Linked DNA regions of Mus musculus: region 2 is linked to region 1. Evidence: chromatin contacts called from public Hi-C data. All regions are on one chromosome and are shown on one strand. Each heading gives the region's core, a stretch centred on a gene start, on an enhancer-like site or on the middle of the called end of the contact. The rest is flanking DNA. Distances are from core to core; before and after follow the strand shown. Region 1 has its middle 23 kb from the start of Serpina12. Region 2 holds the start of Serpina3m (serine (or cysteine) peptidase inhibitor, clade A, member 3M).

Evidence for each region. A called contact is a pair of places that touch in the nucleus more often than the background predicts.
Region 2: a contact with region 1 is called in a Hi-C map of bone marrow-derived macrophages, with 26 read pairs. The contact joins the promoter of Serpina3m here to the enhancer-like site in region 1. A contact is called at or near these places in 1 of 39 promoter capture datasets (embryonic stem cells), 1 of 484 Hi-C or Micro-C datasets (bone marrow-derived macrophages), 3 of 115 datasets of contacts at active chromatin or transcription factors (embryonic stem cells and stem cell-derived neural progenitor cells) and 2 of 9 other capture datasets (liver and macrophages).

The regions. Positions count from the first base shown.
Region 1 is chr12:104,065,592-104,069,531 of GRCm38.p6, forward strand. No RefSeq gene overlaps it. Among named protein-coding and RNA genes, the nearest start is that of Serpina12, 23 kb to the left of the region's middle. Within about 2 kb of position 2,115, at least 158 of the 459 cell types and tissues checked have an H3K27ac peak or open chromatin away from gene starts, as enhancers often do. A contact at or near this core is called in bone marrow-derived macrophages, liver and stem cell-derived neural progenitor cells, where this site is marked.
Region 2 is chr12:104,385,802-104,389,369 of GRCm38.p6, forward strand. Serpina3m (serine (or cysteine) peptidase inhibitor, clade A, member 3M) reads left to right here and starts at 1,363. Exons shown (of 5, transcript NM_009253.2): 1 at 1,363-1,422; 2 at 3,263-3,568. The coding sequence starts at 3,275.

The sequences.
Region 1 (3,940 bases), core at 865-3,364:
ACTGGACCAGGTCTATGGGTTGATTAAGAACATGTGCAGGTTTTGGTGTGCTTTCTCTCTCCATTTCCAGGTCTGACAGCTCTCTACTGATTGCCCCTCTTCTATGCATAATTTGCATGTACTCATGTACACACACACACATGTATAAATGTACGAGAGAGGGGGAGGGGGAGGGGAAGGAGAAGGGGAGTGGAAGGGGAAGGAGGAGGGGGAGGGAGAGAGAGAGGGAGAGAGGAAGAGGGGGAGAGGGAGAGAGGGGGAGGGGAAAGAGGGGGCGAGAGGGAGAGGGGGAGAGAGGGAGAAGGGGAGAGGGAAGGGGAGTAGGGGAGAGAGGGAGAGGGGGAGAGAGGGAGAAGGGGAGGGGGAAAGGGGAGAGGGAGAATCAGTTAAGGCCCAGCTGACTCTGTATAACTGGGTATATGTGTGATTGGAGTCTGGCTCCAGTCAGACTGAGGCTAAGGCCTAGCCAACAGGGATCTTCGGAAGCGGAAACCTAAAGACTTGAAAAGCATAGTAAAAGAAGAAGGAGGAGAGAAAGAAGGGAGCCCTCAAGCCCCCACGGAAACAACCAGACCTGCCGCTCTAGCATTCAGGACCTGGCAGGGGTGGGAGACCCCGCTTCTTTCTGCAGGGACCCATTCTGTACAGGATTGATCTGCCTGAGGCTTACCCAGGAGGCCAGCCAAGAGTTTCAGAATGAGAGCATTTGCCCACAGGGTTTGGCGAGTACTTTGTGCCCGCTCTCGCCTTCTGTGGCGATCTATACTTTTATGTTTACATAGCTTCATAGATTCGCCTTCTGTGGTGATTCAAAAAGGCAGTGTTTGTCATTGTCTCTGGCCGCTGAACACTCAGTTTCCAGTAGGTGGCGCTGTTTGTTGGGGGTTTGATGAAGCAGCCATGCTGGAAGTCTGTCTCTGAGGGAGGCTTCTCTCCAATCCCAGGTCACTTTCTTTGCGTCATGCTTGTGGTTGAAGGTATAATCTATCAGTTTCCTGTTCCTGCTGCCACACTTCCCTGCCATAATGAACCCTTATGCCCCTGGAACCTTAAGCCAACATAAATTCCTTCTTATGTAAAATGTCTTGGTTATGGAATTTTATTATGGCATCAGAAAAATACTGAATATCCCCTTGCTGATTTTGTCTTTACTATCTATTCACTTTATTCTCAGAGGGAGGGTAAAATCACACTCAAGCTAAGGATTGACCATCTCATCGGGGACTGTCTGCTACTCCAGCAACTGTGCCTCTCTTAGAAACCCCCCCCCCACACACACACACACACACAGAGAGAGAGAGAGAGAGAGAGAGAGAGAGAGAGAGAGAGAGAGAGAGAGAGAGAGCATTGTATGGGGACACTGGCACTCTCTCATCAAAGCTGAGCATCCCCAAACTAGGATAGGTTGCTGGCATGGCATATAGTCAAGCGAAGACTAACAGAGACTCATGTCAGAATATAGCAGTGTAGCTTCAAATGACACAAATGGAGTGGAATAGTACCGCCTCCACACAGTTCTTTATCATTACACTGTAACATGTTGCTTTGCACCACATGGTGGGACTCGTGGTTACGAGTATGTAGCAGAGGATGGCCTAGTTGATCATCAATGGGAGGAGAGTCCCGTGGTCCTGTGAAGGTTCTATGCCTCAGGATAGGGGAATGCCAGGGGAAAGAATTGGGAGTGGGTTGGTTGGGGACCAGGGGGAGGGGATAGGGGATTTTCGGAGGGGAAACTAGGAAAGGGGCTAACATTTGAAATGTAAATAAAGAAGGTAGCTAGTTAAAAAAAAAAAAGAAGGAGAAGAAGAAGTTTAAATCAGGAAGTGGCTCTCCCAGTCAGTCTTTCTGACACCCAGGTCACCGTTTTCTGACACTCGCAGTGTCTTGGCCTAGGTTCCACAATGAAACAATTCAGAGACGTGTGATTTATTAGAAAGGTCCCCACTCTCCAATCTGTCCCTTCCAGTATTCTGGTCATCTGCTCCAGAATCTGAAAAGCAGCTGCGTTTTCCACTCTCAGTTTTTATCTATGGCAAGCATTACTAGACAACCCCAGAGTAGCCAGAGCTAGACATTACTAGACAACCCCAGAGTAGCCAGAGCTCCAGGCAGTCATCCAAACAGCCAGTCAGAAGACTGTAGCTGGGGAGACAAACGTGCTACTGTCTGCCTCAGGGTTTGTTTCATCATCCAATCGGTAGACTATGGCATCTCTTTCTGCCCCAGGAAAGTGGGTTCTGAGATTCTGAGCTCAGGCTTTGTGGTGGAAAACAGCCCACACTCCTCTGGTGTCGCCACCTGCCAGCAGAGTGTCCCCCACACCCTTCTTGTCTCTAAGGAGGAAGCTCTGGGTCTAGCCTTTGAGAGCCATTATACAATTTTAAAAGGACTAACAGTGAATCCCTTATCCGTACTGTCATCTCTTCTTCCCTGTGGTATGAGTTTAAATAGAGTTTTTCTTTCTTTCTTCCTCCCTCCCTCTCTTCCTCCTTCCCTCCTTCCCTCCTTCCCCCCTCTTTCTTTCTTTCTTTCTTTCTTTCTTTCTTTCTTTCTTTCTTTCTTTCTTTCTTTCTTTCTTTCTTTCTTTCTTTCTTCCTTCCTTCCTTCCTTCCTTCCTTCCTTCCTTCCTTCCTTCCTTCCTTCCTTCCTTCCTTCCTTCCTTCCTTCCTTTCTTTCTTTCTTTCTTTCTTTCTTTCTTTCTTTCTTTCTTTCTTTCTTTCTTTCTTTCTTTCTTTCTTTTTCTTCCCAAGACAGATTTTCCCTGTATAACCCTGGCTGTTCTGAAACTTTCCCTGTAGACCAAGCTGCTGGCCTCAAACTGAAAGATCCCCTTCTGCAGTGCTGGGATCAAAGCTGTATACCACTCTGCCTGGCTTGATTAGAGTTTCTTGCTGAGCAAGGGCAAGAGGTCTTTGCTGGAACCAAGGGCAACTTACCAGTGACTACATCACTGAAGAAAATGGCACCCCTTCTCCTCATAACTGTTAATTTATGATTCCTCATGCCTTCTTCTCAATCCATGATGAGCTGTTGGGGCCCAATCTTATAGAGATCTGCAGACAGCCACACGAGTTATGGACGTGATGGCTATGCTATGTCAGGGAGACTTCTTTTTGCGGCCTGTCCCTCTGTCCCCCGGGTCTTACATACTGCCCACTGTCTCTTCCTCGGGGCTGCCTGACTCTGGGAGAGGGTGATGGATGTCTTATTACTGATGATGACCATAGGTTACAGTTCTCCATCAAGTGCTTCCTGCTGAAGTAAGGAGGTTCTCTGGTGAAGACTATGCTCTGCACTAATCTGTGCTCATAAACACGGTGTCTGGAGGGCAGTTTGATAACACGACCACTAAGTAAAACGATGGTAGCAGGTTCCCCTACAGAGCCCATGACTTCCCAGACGAAGGCTTTTGACCATGTTCATTAATGACATATTAAGTTCATTAATGACATATTAAGACATAATATTAATTTAATATTTAAGACATATTGGTTGTATTGGTATAATACAACCAATTCCAGGCTGCTGTCAGCTCCAGCCGGACACTTTGATGTATGTGAACCTGTACGCATATAAGTATCCCCAAGTCCATGGGGTTTGCATCCTGGCACCTCAGAGTCTCCTGTGGGATGAGGGGTGGAGGGGGTGGAGAAAGAAGTCACCTAGCCACTTTATATCTCTCCTTTATTTCATCTGTCCTGACCAGGTGCCTGTTTCCCAGGCTACACAGGCAGGAGGCTAAGCTTCACTCCCTAACAAGGCTTCCTACTTACAGTATGCTATGCAGACAAGCCAGAAAGTGCTTCTTCCCACCCACCCTGCAGCAGCTCCATGTGGTCACACCAGGAAAGAGCACACAATAAAACTGCTACTTGAGGCCTCAGTTTACCTGTCTATGAACACAGTTCTCTTAACTTTCTGGGCTTTGCCAACATCT
Region 2 (3,568 bases), core at 113-2,612, 320 kb after region 1:
TAGAGGCAATTCCTGCCAACAGGAGCTATTTGAACACTGCCTGGACACTTTCTATGCAGGAATACACAAATTGACCCTTTGCTGCTTTCATTTTGTGTGATGAAGGTGGAGGTGTCCATCTGTCCTGTGAGGTTGGTCGGCTGGGAATGCAGAGAAAGGCTATGGCACTGCCCTGAGTAGGAGTACTAGAGGGAGAGGAGCTGCTCTAACCAACAGGCTCCATGTAGCTGCAGGAGTTTGGGCTCCAACACTGTATCAGATGGAGGCAGATCCAGAAAAGGGCAGTAGGTGGCAAAGGCTAAGGCCTGGAGGAGGGAAAGAGTTAGGCAAGAACTGGGCACTGGGTAGTCACAGACATTGGAAATAGACCTAGGACAGAACTGGAGCCAGCAGACCCTGAACTGTAGACTTTGAAACTGTGAGTCAAACCAAACCTTTGCTTTGCTCAATGGGTTCTCCTAGATCACTCAGTTCTATTCCATTGATCAACATGCCTGTGTTCATGCCAATACCATGGGGGTTTATTACTATTGCTCTGTAGTACAGCTTGAAATCAGGGATGGTCATACCTCTAGAATTTCTTTTATTGTACAAGTTTTTTATACCTATCCTGGGTGTTTTGTTTTTCCATATGAAGTTGGGAATTGCTCTTTCAAGGCCTGTAAAGAATTGTGTTGGAATTTTAATGGGAATTTCACTGAATCTGTAGAATGCTTTTGTTATAATATCCATTTTTACTAGGCTAATCCTACCAATCCATGAGCATGGATATCTTGCCATATTCTAATATCTTCCTCAATTTCTTTCCTCAGAGAGTTGTAATTCTTGTCCTTGCTTGGTTAGAATTAAACCAAGAACCTAATAAAAAAAATAAATAAAATAAAAAAAAAGAATTAAACCAAGATATTTAGTATTATCTGTGGTTATTGGGAAGGATGTTGTTTCTCTAAGTTCTTTCTTAGCCCGTTTAATATTTGTATAAAGGAGGGCTACTGATTTTTTTTTAGTTAGTTAGTTAGATAGTATTTTTAAATGACTTAGATTATCAAGCTGCAGCCCTCCCTGGCAAAAAGTAGGGTAGAGTCTGGTTTTGCTTGTGATTTCTCCCCTTTTCTACATCATTGAAGCATTTGATAAACAAAAGACATACCCAGGAGATCCAATGGGCTTGTGTAGAAAAGAGATGGGAATTGCCCCATCAGGAGGCAGTTCTGATAGAGACTACAAATCCATGTTACCAGAAATCTTCCTGTCTGACGAGTTGTAAACTGACCACAGAGCACAGCTTGTCCATGCCAGCATTTCCTAAGAGGAGGGAGGAGCCCTTGGGAGGAATAAATAGGCATCACTGTTCACTGGGGAGATGCCAGGCAAGCCAACAACCCTGAACATCAGGAGTCAGCTATCACAGAGGCTCTGCAGGTAATGCCCGGGATTCCTTGACTCCATGAATAGAAAAGGCACTGCCCCAGGACTGTGTGGTACTAGCTATGGCCTACAACATGTGTTTGTGTGGCTGAGGCAAGAGCTTTGACTGAGATAGTGGCTTACAATCAGGGAATATTTCTGGGGTTCACAAAATCTTCTCTCTGGACTGTTTCTCTTGCCAATGGAAGATGCAGATGCTGTGGTCTCTACTCATGGACAGTAAATGGAGTCTGCTTCTCTGACTCCACAGGGATGAAGTTTTGAGAACTTGCATAGCATGCTGCTGTCATAGGTAGGGTAAGACGAGACTGTTGCACAGTCACTCTGGATGAGGTGACAGCTCTTTCTTGCTCACATCACAAAGAAGATGCCTGGTGGAGGGGGTTGGGACCCCACTTCCTTCTTATATACCAGATCCTCTGGCCAAGCAGAGGGGCTTCAGCCACAACTAGGGAAGCAAGGAAGGCACAGTTGCTGAGCCACGTCTCTTGCTGTACGAATTAAGCAACCTCTTTTCTCTCTAAATAATTTTGGCACAAAATATTGCTTAGTGCTTTCTCCAGCTCCCTGTGTACTATTCTAGTTCTTTCCCAGCCTTCTTCACTTCCCTTCCTCCTACTTTCTCTCCCTCTCCCTCCTCCTATTCCCCTACCCCTCCCTCTTCCTATTTCCTTACCCCTCTTTTTCCCATTTCTCTCTCCTTCCTTTCTCCACACTTCTACTCTCCCAGTTCTCCTCTCTCCCCATCCTCCCTCCTCCTTCTTCCCTCCCCCTTCTCTCCTCTCTTCTCTCTTCTCCCTCCTCCTTCCTTTCTCCTCTACCCGTCCTCCTCTCTCCTTTTCCCTCCCTCCTCTCTCATCTCTCCTCTTCCCCCTCTCCTCTCTCCACTCCTTCCTCTGTCTCCTGTTCCTTTACCATTCACCTTCAACTTTACACCTGAACAAATGATCAGAGGCTAAAGGTAGATAGCCATGATTGCAAGCTTTCAACTATAGTGCATTAGGATGCCTGTGCCCCCCTAACTGGGTATATATAGAGGATATGGACCCCTAGGCATTCCAGAAAATCATTTCCAATTCCCACAACAAGCTAGCCACTTACCAATACTGTAACTTGGACCTCTCACCAAGCTGTACAGAGAGGTCCACGCATTTGCTTGCTATCACACAGCCAACAAGAAATCTGGTCCAGAGATCAGAGACTAGTACAGCTCTTTCTTATTCACACCAGGAGGCCTTCCAAGCCTGGGGTACAAAGCACCATGCTGTTCCTTGACAGAGCTGAGAGAACTTTCCCCTGTGTGTCCTTCCACTGCTGGTTCCCATGGGTCCAGGATTTCTGCACTGCATGAGACATCTCTCCCACTGCCTTTCAACTAATCCAACACCTTGCTTTCATGAGCCAAATGAACTCAGACATCACAGACTTGTCATCAAAGGGCTAAGATAGGACCTATGATAAAAAATGCTCCAAGATTCCAGAGTTCAGCCTGAGAAGGGGGCAGCTGGAGGTGACACAAGTGCAAAGTGCAGACAGGGCTCACACCCATCCCCCACTCCTATTTTGGCTTGGCTTGTGACACTAACATGTCCCTTCAAATCTCTGGATCTTGGTTCTCTACTATGAAAATTGGCTTCTGCAACAGCACTTCCTCTATGGTAATAGGGGGCTCATGATGGAGTACTGAATCTGAGAGGCCAGATCACCTCCTGTGGACAGTCAAAGAGACAGGAAGGGCAGCAGAGCAGGGCACAATGCCAGACAGGTGGGAAAGCTAGGAAATGGTCAGAGCACCAGCTGGTCCTCCAAGACTCAAAGGATGTTTTCCTTCCAGACTGCACAGAAGATGGCCTTCATTGCAGCTCTAGGGATCTTAATGGCTGGGATCTGTCCTACTGTCCTCTGCTTCTCAGATGACACATGGGGAATAGATATTCTATTACATAAAAACCAAGAAAGTGGGACACCAGATGACAGTCTCACATTGGCGTCCATCAACACTGACTTTGCCTTCAGCCTGTACAAGAAGATGGCTTTGAAGAATCCAGATAAAAATATTGTCTTCTCCCCACTTAGCATCTCAGCTGCCTTGGCCCTCGTGTCCCTGGGAGCAAAGGGCAACACCCTGGAAGAGATTTTA